2 separate regions of the Hordeum vulgare genome follow, and region 2 is linked to region 1. The links are chromatin contacts, called in public Hi-C maps. All regions are on one chromosome and are shown on one strand. Each heading gives the region's core, a stretch centred on a gene start, on an enhancer-like site or on the middle of the called end of the contact. The rest is flanking DNA. Distances are from core to core; before and after follow the strand shown.

Evidence for each region. Hi-C and Micro-C count contacts between places; a contact is called where the count stands out from the background.
Region 2: a Hi-C map of leaf shows a contact between it and region 1, with 4 times the contacts expected there. The contact joins the promoter of LOC123426848 here to the enhancer-like site in region 1. A contact is called at or near these places in 3 of 6 Hi-C or Micro-C datasets (leaf and seedling) and 1 of 1 datasets of contacts at active chromatin or transcription factors (embryo).

The regions. Positions count from the first base shown.
Region 1 is chr2H:500,498,240-500,502,218 of MorexV3_pseudomolecules_assembly, forward strand. No RefSeq gene overlaps it. Among protein-coding and RNA genes, the nearest start is that of LOC123433634, 6.7 kb to the right of the region's middle. Within about 2 kb of position 2,577, at least 1 of the 3 cell types and tissues checked has open chromatin away from gene starts, as enhancers often do. A contact at or near this core is called in leaf, where this site is marked.
Region 2 is chr2H:500,971,123-500,975,068 of MorexV3_pseudomolecules_assembly, forward strand. It overlaps LOC123426848 (deoxymugineic acid synthase 1-D-like), which reads left to right and starts at 1,706. Exons shown (of 4, transcript XM_045110744.1): 1 at 1,706-2,274; 2 at 2,355-2,598; 3 at 2,695-2,874; 4 at 2,975-3,340. The coding sequence starts at 1,952. The coding sequence ends at 3,208. LOC123426847 (D-galacturonate reductase-like) reads left to right here. Exons shown (of 4, transcript XM_045110743.1): 2 at 1-235; 3 at 414-593; 4 at 890-1,228. The coding sequence ends at 1,117.

The DNA.
Region 1 (3,979 bases), core at 1,327-3,826:
AATTGGCCGCGCGGATCGCGTGCGCGCGCGGCGGGAGCGCGGGCCAGAGCGCAGGGACGTGGGGTGAGTGTGCGTCGTGGGCGCGGTGTGGAGCGCTGCGATCGCGGCTATAAACACTCCTCCCTCACGTGATGTAATGGACAGCGGGGAGTGTATTGAGTCCGAGCTCAGGGAATACACGAGGTGGCGTTCGTGCGCCAGAAACCCTAAGTCTACCCCTCGTCTACCCCCACTTCTTCCTTCTCCTTCCACCGGTTCGAGCTGGAGAAGAGAGAGCGCGTAGGAGAGCTACTGCTGGCGAGGGGAAAACCTGACAATGATGTGTTGATTGTTGGGACTGCTCTCTCACTCTTGGCCTGGACGAAGGAAGAAGAAGAAGAGCGAGTTGAACACTGAACACAGGAAATTTTCCGCCGACCAACGGTCGGCTGCACGTACAGCCTTTTACTCAAGAGCTCTAACTCCCCCCTCAAAGCAACCAGAGTTACAACTTAAATAGCTGACCTACACGTACAGCCGGAGCCACAAACTCCACGACTCGCATGCGCGCACACTAACCTTGCCGTCACATCCGGCTGCTAACCACGCACGCACTAACTAATCGATCTCTGGCTAACTAATCCACCCATGCATGCATTAACAACCTACATGCACGGCCACAACCGCCACTTGTGCATGCACGACTAACATCACTTGCTCGATTCCGTTGCGGCCAAGCACACGACGTGCTCACACTAGTCTACTATGACTTGGCCTTCCAACAGATCGCCAACGGCTGCAGCGGACTCAGATGCACACACACCATCGCAACACATGTACGCACTGTCATGACCCAGCTCGTGGAACCGACCTGGCGCACCGACGCCGATCGCACCGCTACGAACCCGACCTAGCGCACCGACGCTTGTCGCACCGTGCTCCGTCACGACTTATTTCCAACAATCACCCCCTAAGTCGTGACCTAGAGGAGTGCCGGCCCGACGTCGTCGTCGACCGCCGCGACAAGCGCGTGCTCCGCCGCCTCTGCCTGACGTGGCTTCAGGCACTCCCGCCGGAAATGTCCACGCTGGCCACAGTTGTAGCAGCGCCCACGGCCTCCTCGTCGCTTTGTTGCGCCGCCCGACGTCGTGCTGCCCGCGCCGTCATCATCGTGGTCGAAGCCACCGCCGTGCTGACGTCGCCTTGCCGCCCATTGAGCCGCCGTGAGTAGGAGCTGGTCACCGCCACGTCCGCTATTGTCCTGAGCGCGCCGCCTCATTCGCTCCTCGAACGCCTTCAGCCGACCGAGCGCCTCCTCGAACGGCATCTTGTCGACGTCGCAGAACTGCTCAAATCCGGCCACCGCTGCGTACAGCCGGTCCGGCGCAGTGTCGAGCAGTTTCTTCACCATTGCCGCGTCGTCAAGCGTCGCTCCGAGGGCCGCATACCTTGCTGCCATGCCGCTGATCCTTCCGGCGTACGCGTCCAGCTCGTCGCCGTCCTTCATGCGCAGGCGATCGAACTCACCACGGAGAGTGGAGAGCCGCGCCGCCCTCACCCGGTCCGCACCGACGAACCGCGTCTTCAGGCTCGCCCATAGCTCCGCCGCCGTCTTCTTCGATGACACCTGCAGCAGGATGTCTTCGGAGAGCGCTCCGAGGAGGTATGCCCTCGCCGGCTTGTCCTTCTTCGCGATGACCGCCGCCGCCGAGTCCTCCGCCGGAACCACCGCTTCCCACAACCCTTGCGCGTCGAGGTTGGCCTCCACCTTGATCGCCCACACGGTATAGTTGTCACCGGTGAGCATCGGCACGGGGAGCGACAACGTGCTCCCTCCGGCGCCGTACGGGACGATGGACATGGTCGACGTAGTGGATCGCAACGAAGCTCTGTATACCAAATGTTGGGACTGCTCTCTCACTCTTGGCCTGGACGAAGGAAGAAGAAGAAGAGCGAGTTGAACACTGAACACAGGAAATTTTCCGCCGACCAACGGCCGGCTGCACGTACAGCCTTTTACTCAAGAGCTCTAACTCCCCCCTCAAAGCAACCAGAGTTACAACTTAAATAGCTGACCTACACGTACAGCCCGAGCCACAAACTCCACGACTCGCATGCGTGCACACTAACCTTGCCGTCACATCCGACTGCTAACCACGCACGCACTAACTAATCGGTCTCTGGCTAACTAATCCACCCATGCATGCATTAACAACCTACATGCACGGCCACAACCGCCACTTGTGCATGCACGACTAACATCACTTGCTCGATTCCGTTGCGGCCAAGCGCACGACGTGCTCACACTAGTCTACTATGACTTGGCCTTCCAACAGATCGCCAATGGCTGCAGCGGACTCAGATGCACACACACCATCGCAACACATGTACGCACTGTCATGACCCAGCTCGTGGAACCGACCTGACGCACCGACGCCGACCGCACCGCTACGAACCCGACCTAGCACACCGACGCTTGTCGCACCGTGCTTCGTCACGACTTATTTCCAACATTGATTCAAGGACTGGATCTGTGCCATACAGCAATGAAGTGGTTCTCCATTTTCCACGTATTCAGGCACATCAACGTAAACAACCACTAATGCAAAGGGAAGTAAGTAGCATGTGATTTCCTATTTTCCATTGCGTTGGAACTAGCGGCCACTCGCCATCCGTGCAGCGCAGCCGCTGAAACGGCCAAAGCTATTTACGATGCGGTGGGCAGCCGATTCGGCGGCTGCGAGCACTCCTCCTAGCTTGGCTTCTTGAGGACGGCGAGCGGTGTGCAGCCCATTGCCCGGCCATCTTTGGCACCATCGCTGCCGTCTCCGACCTCCGTGGTCGTCGACGTCGAGTCGCTACCTATCACGCACTCGCCTTCGTGTTAGTGTCGACTAGGGCCTCCGTCCTAAGCTTTGGCTTCCGCGTGAGCGGCTCCTCTAGCACCGCCGCGGTCCGCCTTCGCTGTGAAGCGCTCACCACTGCCTCATGTCCCTCGCCGTCCTGGTGGCTAGCCCACCGTCGAGCGGCCACTCCGACCGCGCTGGCACATGGAGCCCAGCGACGCTCGGGCTCGCGAACAGCGCCTTCAAAGTTGTTGCGCCTGGCATACACCTCCATGGTGGCTCCTCCTCTGTGGATGAGCGCGGCGGGATATTTTCTCATCTCCGGTGATGCGGCCATCCGGCCGGCGCTGGCGTCGCCTCCTGCCTCGATGTGCATTTGGGATAGAAAGCTACTGGATTTCTTTAGTCGCTCTCTCTCTTATCCGACTAGTTGACCACACTAGTGCTTAAATTTCTGTAAATATATTGAGTACTATGTATTCCATATAATATGTTGATGTAATATATCTTCATGTTTCTTACATGTTGAGACTAATTACATCTATTATTTGCAATTGAGATTTTTACCCCTCGTGAAGATAAATTCAATACCTCTAAAGTATAGATTTACAATTGAGAATTTTCTTCTCTCGCAAAACAACATCATTGCGACTGAGATTATTTATTTTTTCTTACAAAATATTAATTTATTTTGCTGAATTATCTTGCAACTAGATACAAGATCATCTCATTTAATTTAGAGGTCCATATAATTCAAGTTTTTCACTTGAATATCAAGTCTCCAACATCATTACTATTCATTATAATAATAGTGTATTTGTGTTGAGTACTATGTATTCCGGAATGTATGTATCTTCATGTTCGCTACATGTCGAGATTAATACGTCTATTTGCAATTGAGATTTTCAATTTCTTGCAAAGACAGATGCAAAATTCAAAGTGATTTCTTTAAATTGATGCTTGGGATTACAAGGTAGTCATATGGATCTAGTGCCTACGCAGATTATCGATGACTACTCATAAAGCCTACATTTTGTCTTCGACATTATGATTGCTTTACAAAGTGCTCTCCCACACATTTTTTCTAAGTCATGACATAAGGCATTACGAGTGAGTATCTACTTATTTCATCACATTATACTCCCTAGTGCTCA
Region 2 (3,946 bases), core at 456-2,955, 470 kb after region 1:
AATGGAATATGTTGATTTGTACCTGGTCCACTGGCCTATGAGCGTAAAGCCCAGCAAACCTCACTTCCCAATGAAAAGGGAAGACATCGTGCAGATGGATTTGAAAGGCGTATGGCAGGCAATGGAGGAATGTCATAGCCTTGGCCTTGCTAAAATGATTGGTGTTAGCAATTTCACAACGAAGAAACTGCAGGGGCTACTTGCAATTGCAAAAATCCCCCCAGCAGTGAATCAGGTTTGTGTTGATCAATCGTACAAGCAATGGTGATGCAACCTTCTCTTTTCTGTTCTATGATTCCACGAACCAAAAGAGAACTAGAAGCTGATTTAGTTTAAAATCCTTTTGTAAAAACTTGGCCCAGACTACCCTAAATTGTTATCATTGTTATTTGATGCATGGGATAACCCTTCAGGTTGAGTTGAATCCAGCTTGGCAGCAGAAAAAACTGATTGAATTATGCAAAGAGAAGGGAATTCATGTGACTGCTTATTCTCCCCTGGGAGGCCAAAGCAGGACATCCAAAATCAATGCAGTACTACAGTCTGAAATACTAAAAGAGATTGCCGAAGCTAGAGGAAAATCAGTAGCTCAGGTACTAATTCTCGCTTCCTCTTAGAAACTGTTTGGTAGTATGTACCAAAATCCGCGTCACCAATTTGTGCAATGTTCTAGCATCGTGCGTGATTGGAAATGAGCTGTGTTTAGATTATCAACTAACAAGTGCAGAATGTGAACAAATATTTGCCAAATTCTGGGAACAACCTAAATGCGTGCAATATCTAGTCAATTGCATCTCAATGTTCCACCGTACAGGTCTCCCCTACGGGATTACAGCAACAAAATTGCACCTCAATATTAGCAGTGCAATTGACTCCCATTTTCCTGCAGATCTCACTGAGATGGATATTCGAGCAAGGGGCGAGCATGGTAGCCAAGAGCATGAAAAAGGAGAGGCTTCAGGAGAACCTCGAAATCTTTGACTGGGAACTGACTGACGAAGACCGGTTCAAGATTACTCAGATACCGCAGTACAAGAAGGTCACGGTGTCGGCGATCCTCTGCCCTGAAGGCGTCCCTGGCGTCGATCTTTCGGAGGTTGATGTTGTTGAAACGTAGGTGTAGGTCGGTGTCAAACTATGAAGATGCTTTAAACACTCGGAGTTAGTCCTGTAATTTGGTGAAGATCCATGGGCCATTTAAACACTCCAAATTACAAAGATTTAGTGAGATGCTTCTGGTGGTGCTACCTGTAACCTACCTGGAGGAGGTCCTGCTTGGCATCGTCAATTCAATTGTGATGATCCTGACGGGTTCCCTACAGTGCTGGTGGGTAGCCGTCAGTCGTCACTCACAGTGCCACACGTGGACATGGCCATAGCCACATCCACAGCAACTTCAGTTGGCTGATCTTTCCTTGTCTCGCGCCAGCATCTTCCTCTCTTCTCTCCCAGGAAAAAAGGGAATGCTAGCACCAAAATCGGCGAAATTTTGTCAAGCTCGGATGGACACTAGAAGGCTCTTGTTTGTTCGACAGGCAAGCCAAACTTCTTGTGACGAGCGCGACGGCGTCAGCAACTGAGGCGGGTCTTGGCTAGGAGACGGATGTATGACAGACATGTGGGCCTCATAGAGTGTGAGGAAGAACTGGGCCTCAGAATTACTACTACGAAAGTATGGCAGAGAACGAAAGCGTATGGCACGAGAAATTGTCTAGCTCAACTATGTCCGCCGCACAAGGAAGAAGATGATGCCTGCCTGAAGAAACAAAATCCACCTCTTTGTCTTTGGAAAACGGAAGAATAGCTACGTAAGTACTTATGTCACTCCGGCCAGTATAAAGCCGGTGGCTCCTCACCGGCGCGTCCTGTACTTGAACCACAAGACAGGCTCGACCACGCGTCAGTGCGAGTCGACGCAGCTGTTGTGCACTCCGCCGCAGAGAGACGACCCATGGCCTCGACAACGGCGGTGCCGGAGGTGGCGCTGCGGTCCGGCGACGCGAGGCCCATGCCGGCGATCGGCATGGGCACCGCCAAGTTCCCGGTGGTGCCGAAGACGACCATGAAGGCCGTGTTGGAGGCCGTGGAGCTCGGCTACCGCCACTTCGACACGGCCTCCATGTACGCGACGGAGCGGCCCCTGGGCGAGGCCCTCGCGGAGGCGGTGCGCCGCGGGCTCCTGGCGTCCCGGGAGGAGGTGTTCGTCACGTCCAAGCTCTGGTGCACGCAGTGCCACCCGCACCTCGTGCTCCCGTCGCTCCGGGAGAGCCTCCAGTAAGCTCGGTCGATCTATACTTACTTTTGGCCGTTGATAGATGTTGATCGTCTCGGTGTTTCGTTCTTGATTCATGCAGGAACCTGCAGATGGAGTACGTGGACCTGTACCTGATCCACTGGCCGATCAGCCTGAAGCCCGGGCCGGCGGTGTTGCCGGTGAAGCGGGAGGAGGCCGTCCCGTTCGACTTCGAGGGCGTGTGGCGGGGGATGGAGGAGTGCCACCGACTCGGGCTCGCCAAGGCCATCGGCGTCAGCAACTTCACCACCAGCCACCTCAACAAGCTCCTCGCCGCCGCCGCCGTCCCTCCTGCAGTCAACCAGGTCGCCCATTCCAACACAACACCACGAGATCACCGAGTAGCACTGGTCTGAATATACGTCAACCCGAACTTAGCGGTGGCTGCGTGTGATGTGCAGGTGGAGATGAACCCGGTGTGGCAGCAGAGGAAGCTGAGGGACTACTGCGCCGAGAAGGGCATCCACATCGCGGCCTACTCGCCGCTGGGAGGGCAGAACTGGTCCGGCGACGGAAGCGCCGTGCTGGACTCCGAGGTGCTCGCGGAGATCGCCGGGCTTAGAGGAAAGACCGTCGCACAGGTGGTGTACGCGCCTCGTTTCTCCCGGCAACTGCTCGGAATTACATACACGCAGTCCGTATGACACCAACCGATTCCTCGTTCTTCTCTCGTTCATTCAGGTCGCGCTGAGGTGGATCTACGAGCAAGGGGCGACCCCGATCGTCAAGAGCTTCAGCAAGGAGAGGCTCGAGGAGAACCTCGGGATCTTCGACTGGGGGCTCACCGACGACGACCTGCGCAAGATCGACCAGATTCCGCAGAAGAAGATCGTCACGGCTGCAGGCGTGCTGTTCTCCGCAGAGGGCGAGTTCACGTCGGCTGACATCGCAGACATGGAAATTGTCGAGGAGTAGAATAGGCACTGAGAATTCGGATGTATGACGTGAACTGCAGTAGCTTACTTAAAGAGTGGGGTGAATATCGGTTATATATCATGTTATTCCTCTTTACGGATTCGAGTTAATTAGCAGTGAAGATTGTGATCACCGTTGCCATCGGTCGGAAGTACCTTGTGCAGTAAGCATTTTCCTCCGGATGGTCAGTAAACATGGCTGTCAATCGTTGTTACATTGCCTATCGACGCCTGTGGAACGTCGCTTTTCGGCGAGCTCTTATTCGGGATGGATGGACAGCTTTCGGTGCGGCACGTCTAACGTCTCGTATCCACTAATCCCACACAGCGACTGGATCTATTCTAGTGTAATCTTCGAGTGTCAGCTGTCTTTTCCGGTCAAATCTGTTGTACTTCGAACAACTTCATTTCCGTGGGGTACGACACTCCAAGACATCGCCTTCAAGAAGAAACCGTCGTCTTTTTTTTTTTTTTTGAAAGGGGATAACTCCCAGCCTCTACAGCTTTTGATGCACATGGCTATATCCTCTGTTACTACTAAATAGCTGCAACCCACTACCTAATTTTCCTAGCCATGCAACCATGACACATAAGCAAGTATGCATGTAAGACATAAATAATATCTTTTATTACTCTATGCATGCAATGGTGTCACGTCATCAATTCATGCATATTAATCACAAGTAGTTTTTTGCATTAGAGTTCATCCATATTAGTCATAAGCAGTTCTTTTGCATTA